Regions from separate parts of the Zea mays genome. Here region 2 is linked to region 1. A link is a contact called in public Hi-C data. All regions are on one chromosome and are shown on one strand. Each heading gives the region's core, a stretch centred on a gene start, on an enhancer-like site or on the middle of the called end of the contact. The rest is flanking DNA. Distances are from core to core; before and after follow the strand shown.

What was found. A called contact is a pair of places that touch in the nucleus more often than the background predicts.
Region 2: a Hi-C map of tassel shows a contact between it and region 1, with 5 times the contacts expected there. The contact joins the promoter of LOC100281164 here to the promoter of LOC100280075 in region 1. A contact is called at or near these places in 14 of 25 Hi-C or Micro-C datasets (bundle sheath, ear, endosperm and 5 more) and 2 of 3 datasets of contacts at active chromatin or transcription factors (leaf and seedling).

The regions. Positions count from the first base shown.
Region 1 is chr2:27,764,130-27,770,716 of Zm-B73-REFERENCE-NAM-5.0, reverse strand. It overlaps LOC100280075, which reads left to right and starts at 2,311. Exons shown (of 5, transcript NM_001254789.2): 1 at 2,311-2,667; 2 at 3,414-3,663; 3 at 3,750-3,957; 4 at 4,037-4,268; 5 at 4,336-4,730. The coding sequence starts at 2,551. The coding sequence ends at 4,563. It overlaps LOC100193227, which reads left to right. Exons shown (of 10, transcript NM_001352559.1): 8 at 398-531; 9 at 726-795; 10 at 1,264-1,458. The coding sequence ends at 1,320. LOC103646184 (putative 1-phosphatidylinositol-3-phosphate 5-kinase FAB1D) reads right to left here. Exons shown (of 10, transcript XM_008670908.2): 8 at 5,498-6,587; 9 at 5,168-5,431; 10 at 4,500-5,069. The coding sequence ends at 4,722.
Region 2 is chr2:27,901,146-27,907,732 of Zm-B73-REFERENCE-NAM-5.0, reverse strand. It overlaps LOC100281164, which reads right to left and starts at 4,155. Exons shown (of 6, transcript NM_001154083.2): 1 at 2,991-4,155; 2 at 2,809-2,898; 3 at 2,257-2,438; 4 at 1,952-2,072; 5 at 1,617-1,685; 6 at 1,054-1,526. The coding sequence starts at 4,091. The coding sequence ends at 1,428. It overlaps LOC100285199, which reads right to left. Exons shown (of 9, transcript NM_001158093.2): 2 at 6,503-6,587; 3 at 6,280-6,429; 4 at 5,805-6,075; 5 at 5,602-5,712; 6 at 5,336-5,510; 7 at 4,972-5,244; 8 at 4,707-4,901; 9 at 4,157-4,634. The coding sequence ends at 4,418. It overlaps LOC100281579, which reads right to left and starts at 742. Exons shown (of 2, transcript NM_001411830.1): 1 at 176-742; 2 at 1-103.

The DNA.
Region 1 (6,587 bases), core at 1,062-3,561:
ATTTAATTGCATTAAGACTGGCAAATTGTCCAAAATCAGTGTCAGTGCCGATGGTTTAACACCCAAAGACACGCCCTGCCAGTCGCCAGAGCCTCCTTTCAGTTCCATCTTTAATGGCTGGCACAGTCACGATATATATACATGTACGAATTACCATCCTTGCTATAATTACAAATAACCTAATTGGAGCTAATAATGTATTATTGAACCAGCATGCTAGCCTCTTCCATTGCCTGAATGCCACTGAACCTAGCAAATATTTTATCGGGGTCATCAGCTGCTGAATCTTTCCCCCGCCAAGGAATACGTGAACATCCTAAGGATTGATTTTAAACTGGTAATCTGAATGGCTGCCAGCTGCAGCAAGTGATCTAACAAGTGTGTGTGTGTGTCACAGGTGGGTGATAGATGTGAAGTTGAGCCTGGTGCCAAGAGGGGCACTGTAAAATTTGTTGGTAGAGCTGAAGCCCTTGGACGTGGATTCTGGGTTGGAGTGCAATATGATGAGCCACTTGGGAAGCATGACGGCATGTATGTTGTGTCCTAACCCATGAAAAACAGAAAATGACAGGCTTTTGTGTCGATTTTGGTACTAGTCATTTTATGTGATGTAATTCTAATTGCTGCTTATGTCATATTGCTTGATCCTGTGATGGGTAACCTGCTATTTTGATGAATAAATGGCAATACGGTAGCTCGTTATAACATTTTCTTGGATGCTGCAGGGTGAAAGGCATTCGCTTCTTTGAGTGCCCTCAAGGTCATGGGGCAATTGTGAGGCCAGAGAAAGTAAAGGTACTACATTCCCAGCTCTTTACCTTGTGTATACTTAGAGCTAGTTTGGAACCCTATTTTCTTAAGGGATTTCTATTTTCCCAAGGGAAATTAGTTCATTTTCTCTTGGGAAAATAGGAATTCTTTGGAAAAATAGAGTTCCCAAACTAGCCCTTAAGAGTAAGTTTTTGTTAGACGTTATCTCTGCAGCTGATTGCCGAAATGTAGAGACGCCTAGTTTTTCTTCACACAGCCTTTTTGTAGTAGCGGGTCGCGTGTGTTTGCATTGTAAGGCCTTGAGTTTTTCTAAGAAGCAATTGTGAGCGTGTTTCTTTTCGAGTTGGGCTTCCTATTAATTAATAACCGGGCAGAGCCTTTGCTCTGTTTGGGTCGTTGTTAGCGAAACAGGTGATTTCTGGGGTGTGTTTTTCAGGTTCTTTATTAAAATAAAGAAAAGATACTCGGTTCGTATTAATCTTTTTATCGCAGGTTGGCGACTTCCCGGAGAGAGACCCATTTGAAGACGAGGACGATGACGAGATTTGAGTGCGTGTGCGTTTGGAAAAGCAAGGGGAATGTCCTTGTTGAATTGCATTCGAAACGTGTGTAAAATGAATTCGGAGATTTGAGTGTGCGCGCTTGCTTGCATCTTCTTGGGCAATCATAGTGATCACATTTCAAGGCATGCTGTTACATCTCTACTATTTAAGCGTGAGCTAATAAATTTTCCCTCCAACGCAGAGTATCCAAAAAATGGGGTGGATTCGAATCCTGCTCACTTGTATAAAGCGCATGACTTCTACCACTATAACTTATTTCTGTCTGTGTTATATAAATTAGAGATATTTTGTGTGTATGATACTAATAATTTTAAAAAATATAATATCATTTAAGCAAGGTTTACTTATATATCTGTAGAAACAGTTACATATATGTGGGTTCTTCTACTAGTCCTCTGACCCGGAGGAAAAGATGGAGATTTTCGCCAACTTAGAGCATCTCTAACAATACCTCAAAGGTACGAAAAACTATTCTAACATTGTCTTATTTTATAAAACTTGATCAAAAAATTATATTGGACACCCTTTCAAATGCCTCAAATGTACTACACTAAATCGTAGTAGTCTGTCCTATAATCTAGATTTAAGATTTCACTGTTGAAACGGAATGATTTATTGGTGCTCTAAATTTTATAAAATATATTCATTTTTAAATTATAGAGCATTTTTATAGATCACATAGTTGGAGATGCTCTTATGCATAGAACTTCTAAAACACTTTTAAGATATTGTTAATATTGTTTGGATGTTGATGGATCCCTCTTGTTGGAGCGATTTGTTGTGGATACGTTAAAATAAAGATGAGGAAAAAAACATTTGTTTCAAACTCATTTTTAAACTCTACCGTATGCACGACTGCTGGCCATAGTATTAACTTATTAAGCCGCAATTCCAGCAGCAGGCTAAAAAAAAAACAGACCAAAGAAGATAAAAGTAGAAAGAAATAAAATGTTTGTGGTTGACTGGTCCAAGGAATCCAAGTCCAATTCCAATCTCTCTCACACACACATTGTCGCCTGCCTTCCCTTCCTTCCCCAGTTGAGTTCCCCCCGCGGCCCCGCCCCCGGTCCCCTTCCACCGACCCACCATGTCGGCGATGAGGTGAGGTTGAGGCCAGGTCTACTCTCCGCGACCGTCGCCGACGCCATCGCCAACGAGCAGTTTGCTCCATCTTCGCCATCTCGCACACGAATACAATACACTAGTTTTGGTAGAGATGGAGGACGGCGGCAAGGCGCCGGCCGGCCTGGGCACCCTGCGCGCGGTGCTCGCCATCCTCCAGTGGTGGGGCTTCAACGTCACCGTCATCATCATGAACAAGTGGATCTTCCAGGTTTACCCGCATTATATTCTAGCTTCCCCATCCATCTTCCGCCGCGGATCTGGATGTCAGATGCTTCTCCTGCCCGGCTGCTACTTTTCTCCTTTGGAATATCTAACTAAATTCGTCCATACTGCTTACCATTATAGATCACGGACTAGAGACTTGGATTGGGTGGGAAACAGGGTCAAATAGACTTATAGCGTGTTTGGTCTGAGAAACGAGGTAGTTATCATCTTTTCACTACTCACTTTTTTTGTTTGTTTTTGGAATGGAATGAATTGATCCATCATTTCAATCCTTGTAGGCCAATAATTAGTAATAATACGAGAAATGAGTTCATTCCACTAAATTTGTGGAATGAACATATGATGCACCCACACCACCTCATCTGTAATAGATTGGCTCTTCGAACCAAACACCCCATTAGATTGTTACTACGTACTTTGGTTTGGTTGGTGGTTAGTCAAGCAGGGTTCAGCAGCTGTCTAGTCCAGGAGAGTTGAGAGTTGCTGCTCTTATGCATTTTTTATGTATTTCTGGGTGATAGCAGATTGTGTATATGAACGTGTAAAATACTGTTAGACTACTGTTTAGAGAGTATAATTTGAGATAGGAGATGAGATGAGTAGGACTTCTGTAGATAGCCTAACAATAAGAGGTTACCTACTCATCTCCCATCATCTTATGGGTGGTGTCAAGACTCAAGAGCCGTGCCCTTTTGATATAATAAGTAAGTTGCTCTCTCTTCTCTGCAGAAACTGGATTTCAAGTTCCCTCTCACCGTGTCCTGCGTCCACTTCATCTGCTCTTCCATTGGAGCTTACATTGCAATCCATGTCCTCAAGGCGAAACCCCTGATTCAAGTTGAACCGGAGGACCGCTGGAAAAGGATATTTCCAATGTCCTTCGTCTTCTGCATAAACATTGTGCTGGGAAATGTCAGCTTGCGCTACATCCCAGTCTCCTTCATGCAGACAATCAAATCTTTCACTCCTGCAACCACAGGTATATCTTGATATACCCTCACTTTGTGTATCTTGCTTGCTTGCTGTCGTATCATCATCATCATCATCATCTCCTGCTTGGTTCAGTTATTCTGCAGTGGCTAGTCTGGAGCAAGCATTTCGAGTGGCGCATATGGGCTTCGCTGGTCCCTATAGTTGGCGGAATACTCCTGACTTCGGTGACAGAGCTTAGCTTCAACATTTTCGGTTTCTGTGCTGCCATGGTTGGCTGCCTGGCTACGTCTACAAAGACCATCTTGGCAGAGTCCCTACTCCATGGATACAAGTTTGACAGGTACTACACACCTTTCTGTCTTATGGAATAGAGGTTGGAACTTGTAATTAATCAGTAAGGTCTGTTCTATTTCGTGCAGCATTAACACGGTGTACTACATGGCACCCTTTGCCACCATGATACTGGCTCTACCAGCGATGGTGCTTGAAGGAGGAGGTGTAATGAACTGGTTCTACACACATGATTCCATCGTTCCTGCGCTGACTATCATCCTAGGTTCGGGGGTGCTTGCGTTCTGCCTTAACTTCTCCATCTTCTACGTCATCCATTCAACAACAGCAGTGACGTTCAACGTTGCAGGCAACCTTAAAGTAAGATCCCTACCCTACTCCCTCCGCTGCTGCTCGACATTGATTGACATAGCATCTTAAAATGTAGGTCGCGGTGGCAGTGTTAGTGTCGTGGTCGATCTTCCGGAATCCAATCTCTGCAATGAATGCAATCGGGTGTGGAATCACCCTGGTTGGTTGCACTTTCTATGGCTACGTGAGGCATCTGATCTCGCAGCGGCAGGCTGCAGCCCCAGGGAGTCTAGGAACAGCGCAAGCAAGGAATCAGACGGAGATGATTCCCCTTGTTGTGGACGAGAAGCAAGAAAAGGTTTAGCAATGGTGCTAGGCCTTCTCTTCACTTGTTGAAGAGAGAATTATATATGTACTCGTGCGTGCGTGTGTGGTGAGGGTAGTAAACTGGAACTTCGTACAAGCATCGTTTCCTCCTTCCATTTGTGACACTATTCGCCAGCATCAGAATGTGAAATTGAATTAAGCGCACGCCAGGAGGATTGGGCTTGGATGCTGGGGCTTCACTCCCGGCAACTCGCCGGCGTGGGCACAGGACTCCCAGGCCACCGGCGGCCGACTCTCCGTGCTCCACTCGTCGGGAACTGTGAGGAAGTGCTTGCTCATGAACTTCCTGAACCTCTTCTTGTAATCCCTTGGGGAAATCACCGTTGGCGATTCATTCTTGGGCACCACCAGAGACGCTTTCACCATCGTCTCCAGCTGCTTGTCCCATGTATACTGCCTCAGGTAGTCGATGATGCCGAATACCAGCTCACGCTTCTGCCTGTCCACTCCAACCAGCAAAGAGTAGTCCATGACATTGATGGACTGCAAGCACAAGCACAGGAATGGATACTGTTAGAAAAAGACGTGTCTTGGATTCCTATGAACTATGATCTATCTATCTATGTATGAACTATGGATACCGTGAGAAAAGACGTGTCGTTCCAGATTGCCCGCTCCAAGAGATGCTTTGCTCTTCCACCAATATAGATTGGAGAAACACGCATGTCATCCACAAAGTTCTGGTCCAAGTAGACAGTGCCAGCATGGTCATTTGGGTCGGAGACATAACGTGAAAAGATGGCGCCTTTCAGATCATATGTCCGCGACACATTGTGTCCAAACAAGATGTTCTCCATCACCATCAGATCCATCTTGATCTCCTTGCCATGTCTTGTCTGCTTCACCTGAAACACGACAGGATGGATGTAAGACAGCAGTGGGAAGAAGAAGAAGGGAGTCGATAACACTACCTGATAGATCCCTAAGATTTTGGCAAGGCAAGTCTGGCTCCCCGTGTCCAGAGAATGGTTGACATGCCTGAAGTAATCAGGCGCAAATTTTATGAAGGACTCAAACTCTGTCTTCTTTATTTGCTTTATGATGAGCCTGCCATCCATTGTTCTTGCAAAGAATGCCTTGCTCTTCCCGCCCTGAGCATCCCACCTCTTGCAACGGCTCAATGAGGCAACGTATGCAAGCTCCGATGGGCAGCATTTCCTTCGGAGGTTGTAGAACTGGTTAGAGTGTACACAGATGACCGAGTACCTCCCTTTGAGAGCTGTTATCCCGTTGACAGCTATTTCTGGATGGAGAGAGGACGATAGAAGAAGCGAGGTATCATAGCTGGAGAGGTCGTCAGACGAAATGCTTGCCTCAGAATCCGAAGACCACAGAGAAGCAGATGAACTTTCAGATAAAGAGCTGTAAGACTTGTCCATTGTTTTACTCCTGGTGGTATCTGCTGGTTCAGTCTCAGCGACAGCATCCATCAGTAAGTGCCGACGTTCCTCGGATACAGCAAGAGCTCGTGATATTATACTGGATATCTCATCCTCTGATACACACAAGATACTGCCACCTGGACCTACTGTGAACTGTGGAGATCCCCCCATCTCCTCGCCAGATTCTCTGTGTTTGTGCAAGGGGGATAAATGACTTGGACAGTAGTGGTTAACGACCTCAAACCTTTCCAAACATCCAACTTCCACTTCCTGCCTGAAAGCCAATCTGGACTCATTCACTGGGTTCCAAATCCATTTTTCTTCCCCCCCGTCACACTCACAGTTTGTGTTGTGCTGATCATTGCAATGCTTATCATTCCATGCATCATCAAGCAAGGCTGATGCAGTCCCTGCTTCAATGAACTTCTCTGGTTCCTTGATACATCTATTCTCAAAAGGTGCTATGCTGCTCATGCGCTCACCGATTCCGTCTGCTTCAGCGGCTGCTGCAGTTTGGCCATTTGCCACTATTGCGTTTTCAGCAAGTGTACAATCTACAAGTTGGTGCAGCCGGCAGTCCCACACATAAAGTTCCAGTAGAAGATCCTGATAGAGCCAA
Region 2 (6,587 bases), core at 2,906-5,405, 140 kb before region 1:
GAGACGGACCTTTGCAATTTGAGCGATCACGTACAGAGAATACAGATCTACAGGTGTGTGCTCCGTGCAAGAGATTACAGTACAGGAATGAATTCAGCAAGATCTACAGGCACGCAGTTAGCAGCTTGATTGAGATCCATCCCTACCGAAAGCAATTAGAAAAACAAATACGTACATTTCTGGGCGTTGAAGAAGAGGAGCGCCTTGTGCAGCGCCTCTGTGTACTGATCTGGCGGCGGCGGGCCTGGCTTCTTGTGCGGGATGGACTTGGCGATGATGATGGGGAGGCCGATGAGGACGAAAGCGGCGACGACGCACCACAAGGCCCACCAGAGGAGCTTGCGCTTGACGACGACACAACCGAGGTCCACGTACTTGTCCTTCTTCTTGGCCTCCGGCGGGCCTAGCAGCCAGCTCTGCTGCGTCTCGTCCAGCTCGTGGTGCTGCCGCGCCGACAGCGCGCCGCGGTCCAGGTCCATGTTGCGGCTGTGGTCATCCTCCGCCGCCCCATCGGCGATCTCGAACGAGCCGCCCCAGTGGTTGGCCGAATACATGGCGGGCGCCGGGCGGTGGGTGAAGGTGAGGTGACCGGGCCACCGGGGTAGGGAGTTTTCAAGAGGAGGCGGCCAGGCGGGGGTGGGTGGTTGACCCGCCGACGGTGCTGGCCTTCCCGTGGAGGGGCAGCTGGCACTGTCGGTGCCGAATTAAAAAGCGTCTCTTTTCCGTGCAAATGCAATGCAACGTAGCATGCTTGCCGATCTGTCGGTTTTGCGAGTTTTGTAGTTTAATTGTCACCCACGTGGCCAGCTGCCTCCACTAATAATCAAACAAAGAAACATATCCTATGCGATGTAAAGTTGTAAACTATATTCCATGTTTAGTCTAACGACTACGTATTAGTATTACTATAAATATACTAAATTTAATTAAACTTTTAAGAAAATTTAACACCAAAACTCACGGTGCAACGCAGTCCCTCATCAATCACCATTCACCAGTCCGTCAGAAACCATTGGGGCGCCAGAGGTTAGGTATGTGTGCTAATGACAAATTAGATAACATTCATCTCTTTCTTTGATTACTTGCCTGCCACATCCTTCAAATCACTGGCATGGCACGTCATTTAATAAAAGTAAAACTCACATGAAGCAAATTACCTTACCACGGTTCTCAAACTACTCTAGAATAACCTGGGCTAGCAATAAACAGCTCACGATGTTACAACAAAAGGCTTTCCATATCCATGGCCTGCTCATATTCATCACTTGTACTCCAATCAGCTTTCTTTCGTTCGGGCCAACAAGTTGCTGCATTTAAGCTTTGCTGGTTTCAGGGTTTGTCACGCCACCACCCTTCCCAGTTCCCACCAAGGTTGGCAACTTGGCACCATTCTGTGTCAACTTGACTGGGCCAAAATTAAATCACATCTACCTCAAAGATTTTCTAGTAGTGCACAACCACTGCCGTGGCTTTTCAATATCATCGCCTGTTGTTGTTGGTACATGCCAGCTTCCATCTTCAGATTCCTACATCCCAACGATGGTAACAGCATCGATTCAGTTTTTTTAACGCATATGATTGCTTCTTTATAGGATATAAACTTTAGTTTCTATCACCTGAATAACAATTGAATAAGGAGGCGGCAAGTGAAGGGTAGGGCCATGCCCGGAGAAAGTTAGTCTGACCTGCATAGGTTATCCACATTGAAACGTTGAGAGGGAAAGAACAAAGCACAGCACGAGATCCAGAGAAAGTCTTAGTATTGGGTTCATAAAACTACAAAATGGCTTGGGCCTCAGCGCATAGTGTGTGGTGGCTGAATTTACGAGCAAAGCCTCCTAAATTGTCTAGAGCCAGGAGCCTTGATGCCTCAGCGCAAAGTGGAGCAGCATCAAGGCTCTAGACAATGCAGATTTCATGGCCGTATAATGTAAGAGATGTATATATATACCTGATGTTTTTCTTTCCACCTAGGGAAAAAACTAGTGCCAAGCAGTTGGAACAAGTGGTCTCGCATCTCATCATTTGTAACAAGCAACGATCGGCAACTGACAGCTGCATACAGCCAATACCTGCAGCAGGACAGGAAGAGATGATTTGTGGAATATAAAAGATCGATCGTGCGCTCAAACAATGTATACAACCGATCCTTCAAATGGGGAAAGCAAAACATTAGCATGCCCTAAATCATCCCTACAACCTTTTGGTAAATATAAATGAATCTGCTGCTATGTTAAGCAAGGAAAAGGGGCTCACCAATCGTCATTGGAGCCAGGAGGGGTTGCATACAGAGCTCCAGCATTCCTCCAACTGTCCAGAATCTTCTGGTTGTATGGGGCTTTTGCAGGACCAACATTTACACGGCTCCTATGCAAAACGATCAGTGGCAACTTCTTTGATTTAGTTACTCTCTGTATAGCATTTACAACAGAGTTAACCTACAAGGAGAGAGCGACCCAAACTTGGTCGTATTAGCTCTGTCTGTCTGCCTGCCTGCCTTTGTGGGGAAAATATCCTATGCAATCACTTATCCTGGTGCAAGCATGCAATCAAGCGATCTGGTGCATCCGATCTAGATCTAATGATGACTGTTATTTTATATTTAACCCCTTCCACCTAAAACATAGTACCTATTTTACTTTTAACCCCTTCCATATAAAACCGTTGGATCTAGATTGGATGCTCTGGATAGTTTGATTGCACGCTTGCACCAAAATGAGTGATTGCACAGGATATGTCCTCGCCTTTGTGTCAAACAAGTATCGGATCATAATTTTACTGCTTGGCTGAAGAAAAGCCTCCTCCTACCTGTGAAAAACAGAAATCTTTACTTTTGTAAAGGCCTACATTAGCAGCGTCTATAACAGCATCGAATGGTCCATGGCGGCGTAGCCAGCTCTGCAGAGATGATGAGGGAGGTCCTTAATTGGGTTACAAATACAAGCTCAGAATTAGAATGAATATATATCATATATGGAGGGGAGACAGACCTGAAAACTGAGGAAATCTTCCCTGGCCTCAAGCTTAATGGCCAGTTCGGTGAGCGAATTTGCAAAGTTGTCAGTCTCGGCTGGATCAATGTCAATGCAGACAAGCCTCTCCCCACAGCGTTGGCATGTCCCATCCTTGCCCATCTCGGTCCAGCCAACGCTCCATGCGCCCTTGCCAAGCCATCCCTGGCCATGCCAGCCGCCGCCGCCCTTGACGACGCCCTCCTTTACCTTGGTGGGATCCCAGCTGTCCACCCCCGCCTGGGACGCTGCGTCCGACCGGAACCAGGCCTCGACGACCTGGGCAGTGGTGTCGCAGACCTGCCTGACGAGGACGCGCGTCCTGTGCAGGAGCCTGTAAACCTCATCGGCCTTGCCCGTGTCCGCGTTGACGCGGAGCAACGCTGCGAGCTCGGGCTCCTCGGGCACGACGCCAGATGCGTCCATGTGAGCCTCGACCTGCTTGGCGCCGTCGGCATCTTTGGCATCGCAGTAGGCGAAGAGGGCGGGGCCGTAGGTGCGGAGGCGCGGCGGGGTGCCCGCAGCGGCCATGCGGCGGACGACGGAGAAGGCCATGGCAGGGTCGCGGGTGGCGGCGGCGAGGCGCGCGACGCTGGTGAGGGTGGCCTCGTTGGGCTGGACGCCGTCGGCCTCCATCCTGGCGAAGATGTCGAAGCCGCGCTGAGCGGCGGTGGCGGAGATATGGCTGTCAGAGTCGGTAGCGGCGGCGTTGGAGCAGAGGTAGAGCAGGCAGTTGTAGTGGTGGAGGGAGAGCGGGATGGGGTTGTCCGGGGAGAGGGCGTCGTCGTAGAGGCGGAGCGCGGTGGTGAGGTCGGCGTTGCGGGAGCACATGTCGAGCTGGTGGCGGAGGAGGCCCTGGGGAGATTCACGGGCGCGGCGGCGGCGCACGGCCTTGCCTTCGCCACTGCGGGGGCTGGAGTCCTCCAGCGCTGGGGCCGTAGCGGTGGAGGAGTGGCGGCGTCGGCGAGCAAAGGGGAGGTGTCCGACCAAGACGCGGCGGCGCTGGTGTGGTGGGGTGGAGAGGAAGCGGAGGGTGGCGGCCGTGGGTCGGAGGACCGCCGCCGCCATGGCGGCACGCATGGCTTTGGACCCTTGGTGGTGGGGGTGGGGTTGGGGTTCCGGATTGGGTTGTGTTGGGCCTTTGACCTCCGCCAATTCTCAATTCCTTTTCTATTTATCGTTACCTTCCCCTTCCGAATGGATGAATCAAAAAAAAAAAGGGAATCAGATAACCAGTTCCACTTCCACAGATGAATATGGATATGCTGGAAACCACCAGATTCCTCCACATCTACCAATCATATAGCTCTACAAATTCTACATAAATAAAAGATGCCTCACAAAAGTAGAGGACCTTGCAAACACTAGATCTTCCTTTCCTCCTTCCAAGGGGCAAGGGCTCTGCATCATAGCTTAGCTTCAGTTTCATTTGGCCGCCATGTCGTCTTCTGCACCAACAGCAAGCCTTCTTTCTCCTGGAAGTAAGACATGCGGACCTCCCAGTGGAGAGATTTCAGAATGTTCTCCACCTCACTTGTTGTTTCAATGTTGTCTCTGACAATTAGCCGGCCTTGTGGCCTCAACACCCGGTCCACCTCCACGATAACAGGTAATAGCTCGCACCTGCACAAGGAGACGATCAGCCCCCCACCCCAGGCAATTTAGCAGTACCCTACCCAAGGACGACGGCATTACCTCTTCTTAACCTTGGAGAACAGATGGTTGGCGTGCACAAGATCATAAGTTCTCGGATAGGTGCTAAACGACTCACACCAGTCATGGTACAGTCCAAACAGCCCGCGCTCATATATAATTGGAAGCGTGTCAGGTGAATCAATTGGAACCACATTCATGACCCACACCTTGAGATCGCGCAAAGCTGCTGCGAACCTACAACAGAAAAAAAAATGAGTCCCAGTGAAAGAGGAACTCCACATGCTCCGAAGGTTAGACTCCTTACCCTGCATATACGGCTTTCATATCCATAACATTTCTAACAGTAGACCAGTCAATACCCAAACCATTCATGTATGAATTGCTCACGACTCGCTTCCAGTGTTCATAGTCTGCTTGAAAATCCTCCGGGGCAGGTTTCCCATATACTCCAGCCTCAGAACCTCTCAGCCAATAAGGTGGTTTCTCCAGTCTCAATGGCCATAACTCAGGCCACTGTGAACCACGAACGGTAGGATCTACAGGCAACTTATGCATACAAGCCCCCAACGATATGTTCCTAAACAGTGATAAGGGATGAACCCAAGAATATTATTAGGTTTATAATTAGGTGATCACCACCAAAGGTACAGCCTGTTGAGAACAGTTACCAGGCAGCATCAGGATCGTCGTACTCTCCACAGAGTGGAGGGTTTGTTTCAGATCTTGCTTCGTAGCAGCTGTTGTCTGTTGGCTTTCTGTAAATTGCTATACCCACTCTATTCACCCTATCCTTTACTTTGTTGACCATTTTCCAGCACATTGAACTGGTTAGAGCAGACATGGCTACAGCAAGGCAGAACAAAGATAACTCTTGGGGCATGAAATTCGTAATTCACTGTAATAACTGTAGAGAAGAAATTAAAGCATGGAATACCTTGCCATATCTCAACATCTTCAGGCAGCTTCTGGTATACGGGTGTAGCAGACCACACAAAGTAACCACCAGGACGTAACAGTCTGTCCAGTTCAAGCAAGAGTTTACCGCCTGCCAAATAACTAACAGGCATAGTGTCACAGAAGCAGCTAACACAAAGGGACTGTATTGTGCTAGAGCAGGATTCTCATGATAGAAAGTACCTTCAATATGCCACGGTACCCTACATCGTGCACAATGAACAACATCAAACACCCTACTGGGAAATGGGAGCCTTTTTGTACCCATGACAGCTGATATAGCAGGTATTCCTCTTTCAAGAGCAAACTGAACCTGAGCTTCGTGCTCATCTTTAGGTGCAAATGACATAGTAATCACATCTCTGTCAAATAGATATCCTCCAAAGCTAGCTACTCCACAACCAACATCTAACACTACACGGCTTCGTTTTCCCCATGCTACATCCTTCTTTGCCTGTGTAGTATAGCAATAAAAAATGCCAGTAAACAAGCATAACTACTACATATATGCATGAACTCAATCCAAGGAAAAACGTTCAGGGCGCCTACTCAATGAATCATGAGCATTCTGTCTATCAACTTAGCAGATATTTTCAATAAATAGGTAAGAAAATATTATAGTGCACACTAGCAGCCGACAACATGGAAAGCGTATTACCTCCTGAATAAAATCAATGTAGCGCAACGCACCATGTTTAAACTGAGTCCCGCCTCCGGGGAAGGTGAGGTATTCTCCAGAAACCTTAACCCAGTTTTGGTGTCCCTTGTATTCAACCAGCTTAGTATGAGGAACGTTATTGTACCATATCTGTAGCGATAAAACATTGAGTAAGTAAATCGACTTGGCAGATATAGCATCATTATTAAGGCACAGCACAAACCTGATCTCTGCTCTTTGGCCACCTAATTGGATTCCTGTAGCCCTCTGGTAGAGGAACAAGGCAGGTAGGAGATTTCTCGGGGCAA